Linked DNA regions of Mus musculus: all the other regions are linked to region 1. The links are chromatin contacts, called in public HiChIP or PLAC-seq maps. All regions are on one chromosome and are shown on one strand. Each heading gives the region's core, a stretch centred on a gene start, on an enhancer-like site or on the middle of the called end of the contact. The rest is flanking DNA. Distances are from core to core; before and after follow the strand shown.

Evidence for each region. HiChIP or PLAC-seq counts read pairs in DNA pulled down with a chosen protein or histone mark.
Region 2: a FOXA1 HiChIP or PLAC-seq map of pancreatic cancer cells shows a contact between it and region 1. The contact joins two enhancer-like sites. A contact is called at or near these places in 1 of 115 datasets of contacts at active chromatin or transcription factors (pancreatic cancer cells) and 1 of 9 other capture datasets (macrophages).
Region 3: a FOXA1 HiChIP or PLAC-seq map of pancreatic cancer cells shows a contact between it and region 1. The contact joins two enhancer-like sites. A contact is called at or near these places in 1 of 115 datasets of contacts at active chromatin or transcription factors (pancreatic cancer cells) and 1 of 9 other capture datasets (macrophages).

Annotation. Positions count from the first base shown.
Region 1 is chr16:24,432,553-24,436,945 of GRCm38.p6, reverse strand. The region is part of intron 1 of Lpp (LIM domain containing preferred translocation partner in lipoma); the gene reads right to left. Among named protein-coding and RNA genes, the nearest start is that of Gm24440, 28 kb to the right of the region's middle. Within about 2 kb of position 1,820, at least 164 of the 459 cell types and tissues checked have an H3K27ac peak or open chromatin away from gene starts, as enhancers often do. A contact at or near this core is called in pancreatic cancer cells, where this site is marked.
Region 2 is chr16:24,035,072-24,039,464 of GRCm38.p6, reverse strand. No RefSeq gene overlaps it. Among named protein-coding and RNA genes, the nearest start is that of Gm46545, 45 kb to the left of the region's middle. Within about 2 kb of position 1,799, at least 12 of the 459 cell types and tissues checked have an H3K27ac peak or open chromatin away from gene starts, as enhancers often do. A contact at or near this core is called in pancreatic cancer cells, where this site is marked.
Region 3 is chr16:24,093,184-24,097,576 of GRCm38.p6, reverse strand. No RefSeq gene overlaps it. Among named protein-coding and RNA genes, the nearest start is that of Gm31583, 5.3 kb to the right of the region's middle. Within about 2 kb of position 2,641, at least 33 of the 459 cell types and tissues checked have an H3K27ac peak or open chromatin away from gene starts, as enhancers often do. A contact at or near this core is called in pancreatic cancer cells, where this site is marked.

The DNA of each region.
Region 1 (4,393 bases), core at 571-3,070:
ACACCACCTGCTGACTCCCACTCTTCTCATCTTTTCAACCATTTTGTTAGCACCTCGTGCTTTGAATTAATTCCTTCCACTTAAACTATACAGAATGCTTCTCCAAGTGTCACTTCTAATAGATACAGGAAGAAAAAAAAGAAAGAGCTGGTTCCTTGATCCATTCCTCTGTATCTCATGTGTCTCACTCTACGTCCTAAGATGTTTCCTATGCACAGGCAAAAATACCTCACTTGATTGCAATAAGCCAATAAATCTAGAACTCTCAAACTGATGTAACAGGTATAATAATCTAGTCAGTTACCCAACAAGCTTATGGTCAATGTAAACACCAAGCCACAGAAAACAAAGCCTGCTTATGGCAAAATTATTGACCTCTTCCTTAAAGGTTCTAGCTTGGACAGTTTTCCAGATTCACACCTCTTAGGCTTGCTTGCTGCACTCCTGGACCATCCAGCCTCACCCGGCGCCATGCTCAGGACTTGAGAAATGTTTGCTCCTTTCTCTTATCTTGGCCAAAAGATGAACGGTGCTTTGACCGGTGACCCCAGCAACATGTCCAGCACTTACAGAGTTTTGCCACTGCAGCAAGAGTTGAAGTCCCCTCCCCTGAAACATGGGTGAGTTTGAGTCTGCTCCAACCGATGGAGAAGAGAAACACAGCCTCTGACTAACAACTACTGGCTAACAACAGCATGTTGGTCAGGATTCACCCTCCCTCCTTCCTTCCCTCTATTTGCCTCTCCCTCCCTTCTTCCCTCCCTCCCTCCCATATCCCTGTCCCTTTCCTCCTTCCTTCAACCTTCCTTTTAAGGCCATCAAACTAAGTGCATGCTGCGAAGAAAATCTATCCTGGAGAACATATCCAGCCATCCTGACCTGTGACTGTCAGCATTGCGTGTCTCTAGTGCCCAACCTTTAATTCCTCCAGCCAAGACCACAGGCCTTGTAAAACAAAAGCTCTGGCCATGTAGGCAGATTTCTTCCTCCTTCTTTGTCCTGCCTAAATTCTTGACCCAGAAAACTCATGAGCATATGTGATTGTTATATGCCCTAAGTTTGCAGCCCTGACTATTCTTTCAGCTTCACCCATCCCTGCTCAGACCATTTCTTCCTACACTGATGAAGTCCATAGACGATCTTGTATGGAAATGGCTCCACTGCGTGGTTGGAAACAAGGTACAGGTTCTATCTGTTACTACAACTAGGGGACACAGCAGAGTTAATGGGGGAATTGAAGATAAACAGACACAGACCAAGAGCCTTGCTCAACTCTACATCTGCCTAGTGAGTCCACTGAGGACTATGGCCTCTGCGGGCCTCTGTGCTCTCATCTGTAAGAGGGCTGGCTGAGCATGATTAGGAAGGCTAACTGCTGAAGGGCTTGTGAGGATGAACTGAGAGCTACCCAGAAACTGCAGCCATCTCTGCAGCTATTGACTACCCAGCACTTCCTCCTTGCTAGTGTGACCTCATCCCCAACACAGCTCCACTGCCTGCCTGCTCAGCATGGAGCTCAAGGCCTCAGACATGACACGCAGGTCAGAAACACTCAATCCTGGCTAAAAAATAAGCAAAAACTCCTACCTAGCGCATCAAGACTGCAAGCTCCAGTGGCTAGGAGTGTACACCCTGGAATCTCTGGCACAGATTCAATTCCCAGCTCTGTCAGGTCTCGCTGGTGGCCTGAGCTCTCTGTGAATGTCTCTTTATATGCAGAACAGGGACAGAAATGACACTTTCCTCACAGAACCAATACAAACGAAGTAGCCACCACTTAGTCATGTCACCAAGTATGTCGGTGCATGAGCAATCCGAGACTCATTCAACTGTAAACCCTGGTGCCTGGTGTACAAGGTAAAGAGTCAGGATCCCAGCCCATCTCTCCAGCATTGTACCGAAGCCAATGCACTTCCCATGCTCCCCCACAAGCACATTTAATGGGAAATGTATCTCACTTGAACAGGGGAAAGCAGTCCAGACACACCAGGGCTGTACCTCTGGGCATAGCAAGATGATAAGGCCAATGTCAGAAACCCTGCTTTTCAGCACAGTCAGCTCCTGTGGGTAAAATTAGCTCAGCTCTGTTCCAGTGCCAACCGGAGCCCCAAGGCAAAACTCACCCCAGGCAAAGCACGACCTCACCTGACCCTCACTCTCAGGAAGGGGTCCCTCATGCACCTCATTAGGGACTGCAATGACTCACTAGGCTCTTTCCTGTCTCTGGCTGCTGAGTTCACCTCGCTGCTATCCAAAAGCGCAACTCCACAGGAGAACTAAAGACAAATGCAAGCAGCCATTTCGGCTTTCTTCCCTCCGAGGCAGCTCACAGCAAGGACTGAGAAGGCTGCTTGCAATGCCAGCTGTGTGCTGAGAAAGCTTCCTGAGTTGTATAACCCAGCTCACAGGCAAAGAGCGGGCACTTGCCCAAATAGACCCCTGAGGTGACTATCCTTAGCTTTCTACAAAAAGGACAGTGTTGACAGAAAGACAGGCCTCTGCAGTACCTCTGTACCCTACAGCACACAGCACAGTAGACTAGAAGACCGCTAGAATCTCCTCTGCACCCTGTCACCCCAGCCGAGCAAGGACCACCTCTTCTAGGACCCTCCCCATTCACACTGCTACCTGAGTAAATTCCACCCCACCACACCCGCACCCCTTACTCTAGAGCACTTAGTCAGGCACAAATGACTAAAGATACAGAAATGAGAAGAATGTCCCTTCCCCTCCAGGAAAAGCAGTGAAGTTCAACAGAGGCCCAAAAAGGAGGAAGCAGAGATAAGTAAGGTCAAAGGTCACAGGGGACCGTAGTCCCAAAGGGAATGAGCAGGCGACGGGGGCAATGTTTCAGAGGAGAAAATGCAAGTGTCAAGCCATAGAAGGTGACAGAGAATCCAGGTACATGCCTGAAGACACGGCTACCACCTGCTGACTCTCCCCTTTAATAGATGCAAAACATTTGGAATTTTACTCTGGGTGAAGAAATTAGAGACTTTGAAAAATAGAGGTAGGCCAGAACATGTTCCTGAGTCTATAATTCCACTCGTGAGGAACAGAGAACACAATCAAAAAGGGCAGGACCAGGAAAGAAGGCCAGCTGAGAATGCTAAGAGAAAGGCTGAGCTCGGGAGGGGCCCTAAAGGACGACAGGAAGGGAGGGTTGTGGAGTGGCTGCCACCATAGCTGACAATACAAGCTGAAGACAGGGCATCCTGCATCCCATGCCCCCACCCCTCCCCCCACCCCTTGTGTTCCGCTAGCAGTGACTTGCTTCCCACAGTGACAGTGACATACTGAGTCTCTTTAAAGACTTCCAAGTGCAATGTCCAAGAGGCAGTGACGTCATTCATACGTGGGCCTCCAGCTCACGAGTTCCAAACCAGAAAACCTCACGCACCCGGCAGGAACACAGATTCAAAGACAACCCAAGACAAAGTTCTGGAGCCCCTACCCCTCTGGCATGTGAGAAGGGCAGAAGCCAGCATGGAAATCTGGAAGAAAAGCTAAGGACATCAGACTGAGAGAGAGAATAATACAAAGGCCAGGAGAAACTATGCTGGCAAGTACTAGAGTTGGCATCACACAGTGGAGTGGAGCACCTCTCTCCAGACTGAAACAGGTTCGGACAAAAAGAAAGAAGAACATAGACACATGTGTAAAGATAAATAAAGAGGAGCTCAGAGACCAGCATCCCACAAAGACTCCATGTCTCCTCCCTGACTCTTTAGACTACCCTTGACCTCAGGGCACAGTGTGTACCACAGATCATCTTGTGTACTTCCTGGCCAGTCACATTTTTGAAAAGTAACAGAAATTAATTTTATTAGTGTATTCCATTTATTACAACACACCCAAATACCATTTCAAAGTAACAAAAACAAAATTTATTTACGTATACCTTTAATCCCAGCACTTGGGAGGCAGAGGCAGGCAGATTTCTGAATTAGAGGCCAGCCTGGTCTACAAAGTGAATTCCAGGACAGCCAGGGTTACACAGAGAAACCCTGTCTCGAAAATAAATAAATAAATAAATAAATAAATAAATAAAATAAAAAATAAAAGATATTTTATATCTTTTGGATACTAAGCTTTTGAAATCCGATGAGAATTTTACATGTACATGTCAATTTGAGGTATCCACATTTTGAGTTCTCCCCTACCATATGTCATTCTGATCTAGCATGGATGAATCGGGGCTCAGTATGGTGCCTGCCACACAGTGCATCTTTAAAAACATGAAGAAGTACATCTAGATGGATGAATAAAAAATCAAATGCATGAGCTACGTTGTCATTTCATTGAGAAATTTAGGAAATTTTCACCAGGTTTCTTCCCTCAATCAAGTACATTTTAGGTATGAGTCTTAGGCTATATTAAGAATAAGGCATTG
Region 2 (4,393 bases), core at 550-3,049, 400 kb after region 1:
ATGCCATGCTTTGCATGAGGCCTTCTGTGTATTGAAGTTCAATTATATGTTTTTAAAGTCACAATCTATTTTATTCATTTTCTGAAGACAAGAGTTTCTCTATGTCTTGGTTACCCTGGAACTCACTCTGTAGACCAGGCTGTCCTTGAATTTACAGAGACCCACCTGCCTCTGCTTCTCACATACTGGGATTAAACACATGCACCACCCACTGCTTAAAGTCATGATCTTTAGGGAAGGCTAATATGGGAAATATTTTCACACATTTTAAATGAGGAATAAGAAAATGTTTAAGTACTGTATCTTTTAATAACCATATCTTCCCAAGCCACTGGATAGAAAAGATCAAGTAAAAGATTTATAAGGTTACAATGATAAAAACCCAAACAGCAACAAATAAGAATCAATATTGATCCTAAAAGAGTAAAGTGGTCCAATTAAGTCCTTAGTTTTATGAACAGGGAGACTGAAACCTAGAGAACAAGTGGCTTGGCCAGGTCTACATAACAATGAGTAACACAGCCGATGTGACTCAGCATCTTCTTGAACCACTGGTCTGTGTCCTCTTTATTGATACCAAAACAGTGTTTCCCCTCAGTTCATCAGTAACTCCATAACAGGGGTACCCCCTGGCATTCTGAAACCTAAGTTCAATGGGGAAGCTCAACCCTTGATGGACATATAACATCTTGAGAATATATCCAGTGTCACTTCAAAGTATACACTGGTGTGTCTCCTGAGATCTGCTGCATTAATATGATTCTGTTACTGTAATGAAATGCCCAAGCCTGGAGAAATTATACAATAAGTGTGTTTATTTAACGTATCGTTCTAGTAGTTCGATGGCACAGCATTGGTGTTCAGTTGCTTTGGCCAATGCCTTACCACAGATGGCAGCAGAATGGCAGGAGTTCATGTGAAAGGGAGAGATAGTTTGGTTAGAGAGAAACTCAGTGACTTAGAGAACAGGATCAAGACTTTTATTTTTTTAGGATTTATTTTATTTTTATTTATGTGCATATATGTGTGCATATGTGTGTGCGCATGTATGTGCTTGTGAATATGGGTTCCTGTAAGGGCCAGAAGAAGGAATTTCCTAAGAACTGGAAATCCATAGGGTTGTGAGCTGCCTGATGTGGATGCTGTCAACTTAAATTTGGACCATCAGAAAGAGCAGCAAGTACTCTGAAACACTCAGTGATCTTGGCAGCCCTTAGGATCAAGATTTTATACTAACTCGTTTTCATGAGAACTAACTCAGGATCCTGTATGAATGGGGTACTGATTGGTTTGTGTGTCAACTTGACACAAATTGGAGTTATCACAGAGAAATGAGCCTCTCTCGAGAAAGTGCCTCTATGAAATCCAGCTGTAAGACATTTCCTCAATTAGTGATCAAGGTGGAAGGGCTCATTTTGAGTGGTGCCATCCCTGGGCTGATAGTTTGGGGTTCTATAAGAAAGCAAGCTGAGCAAGCCAGGGGAAGCAAGCCAGTGAGCAGCATTCCTTCATAGCTACTGCATCCACTCCTGCCTCCAAGCTCTTACCCTGTGTGAGTTCCTGTTCTGACTTCCTTTGGTGATGAACAGTAATGTGGAATTGTAAGCTGAATAAATTCTTTTTTCCCCAACTTGCTTCTTGGTCATGATGTTTTGTGTAGGAATAGAAACCTTGACTAAGACAAATGGCCTTAATTCTTTCCAAAAGCAGCACCTCAAAATCCCTAGACAGAGGTCCAACCTCCACCTTGAGTCACCGAGGGCCAAACCCAAAACCTTTGAACTCTTGGGTGGTGAATCATATCTGAATCATAGTAACTATCAACATTCTTTAGGATGGGTGGCTGAGCCTTCATCCAGGTGGGTGTCTCACTAGTCCAAATCAATACTATTTACAATAGTGGGGGCACTTGGGGGTGGAGTCTGGTATCAATCTTGTGATACAGCAAATTGTCTTGTGTGATGGTTTGAGTGAAAATGGCATCAAATAGGCTAATATGTTTAAATACTTGATGTCCAATTAGTGGAAGTATTTGGGAAGGATGGGAGAGGGACTTATCCTTTTTGAAGAAGGTGTGGCTCCTGGAGTCACACAATTCCCAGTGTGGTCTCTCTCACTCTGCCTCTTGCTTCTAGACTAAGTTATTCACTCTCAGCTGCTGCTCCAGGTTTTCCCGCCTCCACACTTTTGCTCAACCATCATGGACTCCAAACCTCTGAAACTATGAGCCCAATTAAATACTTTCTTAAAAAATAAGTTGCCTTGGTCATGGTGTTTTATCACAGCAATTGAATAGCAACTAATGTGTCTTGGCCTCTGTTAAGAAGAAGTGATGGGGCATGATAAAAACACAGAAGGGAATGGAGCAAAGATTCTTAATTTTTTGGCAGAAGACACCTTCCCGTTTCAACACAAACATTCAATGTGTGCAGAATTTCTTTCCCCTAACTCTCAGGAAAGAAAGATGAACCTTTAGCAATAAAGTAACATGACCAAGGCCAGGAAGGGCAAATGGACCATGATCATCATTGCAAATCTATACATAAGACAGAGTTTTCCCGAGAGAACTGCAACCTCTCCTAGTCTCTTCCTATTTTAAGTGCTCTTTACTCTCGGTTCCATTTATGTCGATAGAGCTAAGAAGGATACATATCTTTTAACCACTGAATTTAGTGTACCTGTCTTTGAACCCTGGTAATTTATTCTTTACACACATGATGCTAATTATTTCAAAGGGTCAGGGTTCCTACTCTAAGAGAGAGGTACAAGATGTCGACTTGCAGTGAGCATAATGTCCAATTATCAATGCATTTCCCACCAGAATGGACTTAGTACCTTCTAGAAGGGATTTGCCTTCACATTTGGTAGCCACTCCCTAGACACGGCCTCTTTAAAACTTGCTTTCTAGTAACTTGTGGGTGTGCCCGTACTGTTCTCTGTATCAGGGCCCTTAGGAGTCATTGCTATGCTTCAGGAACCTACCTTCTAACTTCCAGGTCAAATTCTTTCCCCTTAGAGCCTTCTTTAATCACTTTGTATGAAGGCTAAAATTTACTTCCTATGAAAGTCCTGTGAGCACTTTGCTGATGTCCCCCTGGAAGACTTAGAACACTGTATTCTAATAAGTAGTTAGAATGTCAATAAATACCGACTTCTGATCTCTTTGCTTTATCTGGATTATCTTGGCCTCAATGACACTGAATGTTTCCCCAGGGAATAGGAAATGATTTATATGGTGATTGACTTAAGGTTTTCCCCTAACATCCCACCTGCACCAAAGAATGGCTTTACATTTGTGTATTTTAACATATTTTACATTTTTATGGAGGAAAGGAATTCATACCTAATTCACATTTTATTGTGTTTTGCAGATAATACACTTTTACAGCTTAAATGTTTCTATGGCCCCAAACCAAACAGGTCTTTAAGTGAGCAGGAAATGCCACTGAGTGTGAAAGTACTTGTCTGGCACTCACAAGACCCAGCACTCTACAACATAAAACAAACACAAATTGCTCCATCAATGCTAATTGCCCAATGGTATGCTCTCCTTGTGTCTCCAAGTCACTTAAAAAATGTATATAGGATCTCTCTGTGAGGGGTACTCAGTATGTAGACCAGGCTGGCTTCAAACTTACAGGCCTGACTCTGCCTCCCAAGTGCTGGGTTGAAGAGCATGTGCCACCATGCCCAGCTATCTGTATCACATTCTTATAATTTTGTCAATATTCCATGAATTCCCTTTATTGTTAGATATGTGAATGTGATATTTACTTGCTGGTCTTTGATGATTCTGGGATGTCATGGGTTCTCATTTTAGAAGCAGCTAAGTCAACGGAGGAGTGTTGTGTGTGATCTACTTGCTCCACCAACCAGTTCCCTCCCCACCTCTCTGCCCCTTCTCAGGTCTCCCTCTTACTTGAGACACGCAGTACTGACATTATGCCAACTAATAGCCCAGCTACTGCCCAAGTAGAAGGAAGAAACATGTCTTTCTTGCTTTCTTCTTTCCTTCTTTCCTTCCTTCCTTCCTTCCTTCCTTCCTTCCTTCCTTCCTTCCTTTCCTTCCCCTCTTTCTTTCTTTCTTTCTTTCTTTCTTTCTTTCTTTCTTTCTTTCTTTCTTTCTTTCTTTTTTTCTTTGGTTTCTCTGTATAGGCCTGGCTGTCCTGGAACTCACTCTGTAGACCAGGCTGGCCTCGAACTCTTCTGAGAGTTCGCCTGCCTCTGCCTCCAAAGTGCTGGGATTAAAGGTGTGCGCCACCACGCCCGGCGAAACATGTATTTCTTAATTTAAATCAAGTTAGAAATGAGCACATTTAAAGAAGGAAGCATGCCGAAAGCTCCTTTAAAACTAGGCTCCTTACACAAAATAGCCACCAGAATGCAAAGAAGA
Region 3 (4,393 bases), core at 1,392-3,891, 340 kb after region 1:
TTTTTCCATCTAGTTCAGGACTGAAAAGTAAGAGGAGGTGGAGCAGGTCCAAATCAAAGACAAGTAGCAGAGGTAGAAGGGAACAAGAATAATGTGTTCTCTGGGAATTTATGCAAGGACAAGGCTAACGAGATTTTGTTTTCAATAACTTAAAATGTAGTTTGTCATTGGAAAGATGATGTAATGGCTTTAAAACAGAAAACAAGCCAGAAGCCCACACCACAGCCAACTATTTGTATTTCTGCATATTCTTATCTATTTCTTGTCTTTTCATCATATGCATGCATAATGCACATTTCATTTTATGGCCTGATTTTTTTCACTTAACATTACATAATGAGCATTTCCTTTTAAAGTTTGCATTATAATGCCTAGATAATATAATTTGCATGATGTTCTCTAACTAATAAAACCACAATCCCATTTTAATACCTTCAAGTTGTCTTACATGCTCCTTTGGGGGAAGTGTTTGCTTTTTAAAAATTATGGTTCTATGAAGATCCTTGTGCATTTTGCTCTCTGTGTTTTTACACCATATAACCTTTGGATTCCAGAATCCCATTGACGAGTTGACTGGGGCACTGTGCCCAGACATCTTATGACTCTTCCATATTGTTTTTAAAACAAATTTTATAGAAGTGTCCATTCAAAATAGTGCTAACCAATTTAACCTCAACTTTTCCAAGTATTTGATTTTCTAAGTAAAGGGTTTTTCTACTTAATCTATACATGTTTCCAATTTGTTTTCATTTCACTTGTCTAACAGGAGCGTCCAATGCTTGATACATGCTCTCATTGTTTTTGTAGATTGTGTTATTGACATTATAAAATAACCTGCTACGGATTTTCAAATTTTCTGAAAGTTCCCAAGAGAGTGTTTCCAAAAAACCACTTCCAAGGAACTTAAATTTCCAAAGTAATGAAATTGTAAGTGTGTCGTGGTAAAAAAGCAAAGTATCCAGCTAGTTGGTCTTTTATCTCCCAGTTTATTTTCACATCCAGCTCATCCTACCAGAAGTGCTTTAAAGGGATATCAAGAACAACACGTAATCAAGAACTCCACCCCCACCCCTACCCCCACCCTAATGCCACTCTCTAGAAGTCTATTCACACAGGACTTACCAAGATTCAGAAACTGCTCTTTGTTGTAAGAAAAGGCAATTTGGAGAACAGAGCAATTACAGTTCCAGCTTGGCTGGTGGAATGTGAAGAGTCAGAGAAAGCTTATTGGAAGAAATCATATCTGAGCTGAATGAGCAGGATCTGAGGCAGACTCTATTTTAGGGCAGTTGTGGGATTGGGGCAGAGCAGTCAAAGCCTTTCACCCAGTTTCTGTGGGAGAGTACTTGGGGCTTGCCTAAGTCTTTGAAGTTACAGATTCTCTTCTCTAGACGGAGAAATGGAGACAGGCAGAGTCATGGCACCAGGTCACAAGGAGGGGGTTCCACACATAAGTGTGACCTTAGGGACAAAATTGGCACAACCAAAGGCTGGCTAGTTTTTATTGTCCCCATAATTTTAAAATAACACTGTATATTTTGAAAGACTTAAGATTCACCGTGAAGCTCGGTGCTTTCCAGTGCACAGATCAAGCCACAGCGTTATTATCCTGGGGCATGGAGAGAAGACTACTTATCACTGGAGACAGAGGGCTCTGAACTCTAGCTGCTCCAGGTACAGAAAGTGGAATGGATAGACTCCTAGTCTCTTAGAAGTCATATCGTAAACATTGCCTGGGACTGTCTATAGACAGAGAAGAATGACTAATAAGGTCAACTTTCTGATCTAGTCATCATGGTAATAGACTGAGCCCTGCCCTGAGACTGACAGGAGGTCAAAATTAAAGTCTTAGCTTGTCCTACCAGGCTGTCAGTCATGGAGGGGAGGTTTCTCCAGTCTCACACAGGAAATAACATAATACATCCCTGAAATTTTGATCAAGACATAACAGTGAACGGCAGCCTTCAGTGCACTGTTTAATCAAATTCTCACCAGAAGCTACCTCACCATTAGAATAAATATAGATGGGAAAGTAGTGCTTCTTGGTTTCAAAGTAACCTTGAAAACTTTGAGTCTACTTAGTATCCTAGTGGAGGAATCTTGCCAAGGTCCCCTCCCTGACCCCTATAAGCTACTAACTCCTGGTAGGAGCTCAAGCTTCAAGATCACCTAGAGCTAAGAAGGTTCCCTGTGGGACAAGTTACAGGACCACATAGTTAAAGGGATTTTCCAATTGTCCGTCAGTCACACTTCTAAACCAGGGATCACAGAGTGCTCACATCCCAAGCAGGCAGAAGGGTAGCAAATAGGTTTCTTACAGTGCCCGTTTAACACATAGAGCAGTTTGTCCAAGTCTTCAGTTATTGAGTCAAGCCCTCTCTTGCTTCAGAAATTGCTTCCACCTGAGAGAAGAAACCAGGTATCTGAGGGTTTCGATAGTGCAGAGATGTGGGGTTATAAAAACAATTCAGAAAAAGATTGTACGTATTTGCAAAATAGATTTGCATGAAACCATTTTCAAGTTTGCACAATTGGCTGCAATACTTCTGTGGGAAAATTCCTAAAAGCCTTCGGGGCAGCTCGCTCTGCTCCTCACTGAAGTGGTTCTAGTGGCCCATGCTTATCTTCGAACTTAAGGAAATAAAGCAACATCATGAGCTAAGGCCCACATCAAAGAGCCATGTGTCAGCACTTCGGTGCCATGTGCTACCACAGTGCCATTTTCTAAGAGCTCTGGCTGGCCCCTCTGTTCTTGGAGGTAGGTGTGAAGTGGTCAGTCACTCCAGGGCAGAAGTTGGGATTCCTTGGTTCTCTCTCCAGATTGTGGTGAAGTCCTGAATACACTTTTTTCTTCCCACCTCAATTTCTCGGGAGAGGTCCTTTGCCATGTATGGAGCTTGTGGTCAAATGGAAATACTTGAAAGACGGCCAAGTGGAAAGAGGATTTTGGCCTACTTTGCATGGTCTCCGAGGACAGAACTGAGACCAATAAGATGGTCAGCGGTACCAAAGAGGACTCGGACTGTGGATAAGGTTGAACTGTGGAGAAAAGATGTCTTCTTAATTACTTAATGGTACTTCCCATGGGACAAGCCACCTAATTTAATTCTCTCAATAGTCCATAAAGTAAATATTATTAATTTTTTTTGTACCAGGAAACAGACCTGGAGAGGGCAAATAACTGGATTTGGGTTGCATCACTTCTGAGTGAGCCAAAACCAAGACTTCAGTCAAGCCAGTACTTAATCCCAATCATTTGTGTGCAACTGTCTCATAAAGTAAATAGTGAGCAACACTCCCTTGATTAAAGAAGAGGGAAAAAATACCCCAAAATCCACATTCTTTTTTAAGCAGTAAGTTACCAATGTGCTTTCTGAGTGATTAATGTGAGCTAGGTATGTGAGCCGAGAGGCTGAGGACTGGGTAGAGGACCAGCCTTCTTTGCAGTACAACAGACAGCAGAGACTTGTGGGGACAGTAATTCTCCAGGGAATTACCTACTGCACAGTAACCAGGTCCCAAATAGCTGATCAGCTAGCCAGCAAGAACACTGAGGCGTGTGCAATTAAGGATGCTATTAGCATGCTTTTGAAACATTTCTGATAAATAGAACTCACCCAGACAGAAATGGTTGTCTTCAGAGGCAGTAAGACTCTTGAGCGCTCATGACCTTGTGGAAGAATGGATGTTTTGATTTCAAACCACAGTGACAGGAGGCTCAGGGTGGCTGGGCAAACAAGGGCGGGCTTGGCCCAGAAGCACATGTCCGGGCTCCCAGGCTTTTGGGGGTTCTTCTCACTGGGCTTCCCAGCCTGCCCCTCCCCATGCTGGTGAGGGGCCTATTTTGCTCAGAACTGTGGCTCCATGAGGGATGGCTGAACTCATCTTTCATAGTCGCCCGTTTTTAATCCCCATATCTCTCTCGGTCCTGTGGACTCCCACTCGCTTCCTTAAAGCGATCCCACTATTTCTGTTTGTGAAGTTAAGGTATTTGTTCAGGTTATCTAAGGTTTCCAGTTGGAGATGGAAAGCAACTCAGAGAGCGTCTCATTTAACCACTGAGTTCTACAGCTGAAAACTAGCAAGTACAGATGTGAGTTGGTGTCCCAGAAACTGATGGACTCTATGCAGAGTGCCTTTTGTGTGCCGCTTCTGATGGTGAGGTGTGCCAGTTGCTATGACAACCTATGAAAACCAAGTCCCTCCTCTCAATGAATCTCTATGAGTTGAAAGGACATATGTCTTAAGTATAAGGAGGCAAGCAAGCTGGGATTCCTCACTTCGAGTGTTTTCTGATGTTAAGTGATAGGAAACATTGAATCACAGTGGTCTCTTCAAGATGTCAGTCTCTTCAATGATACAATAGGGCAAACTTGGATGGAACCTCAAAGAA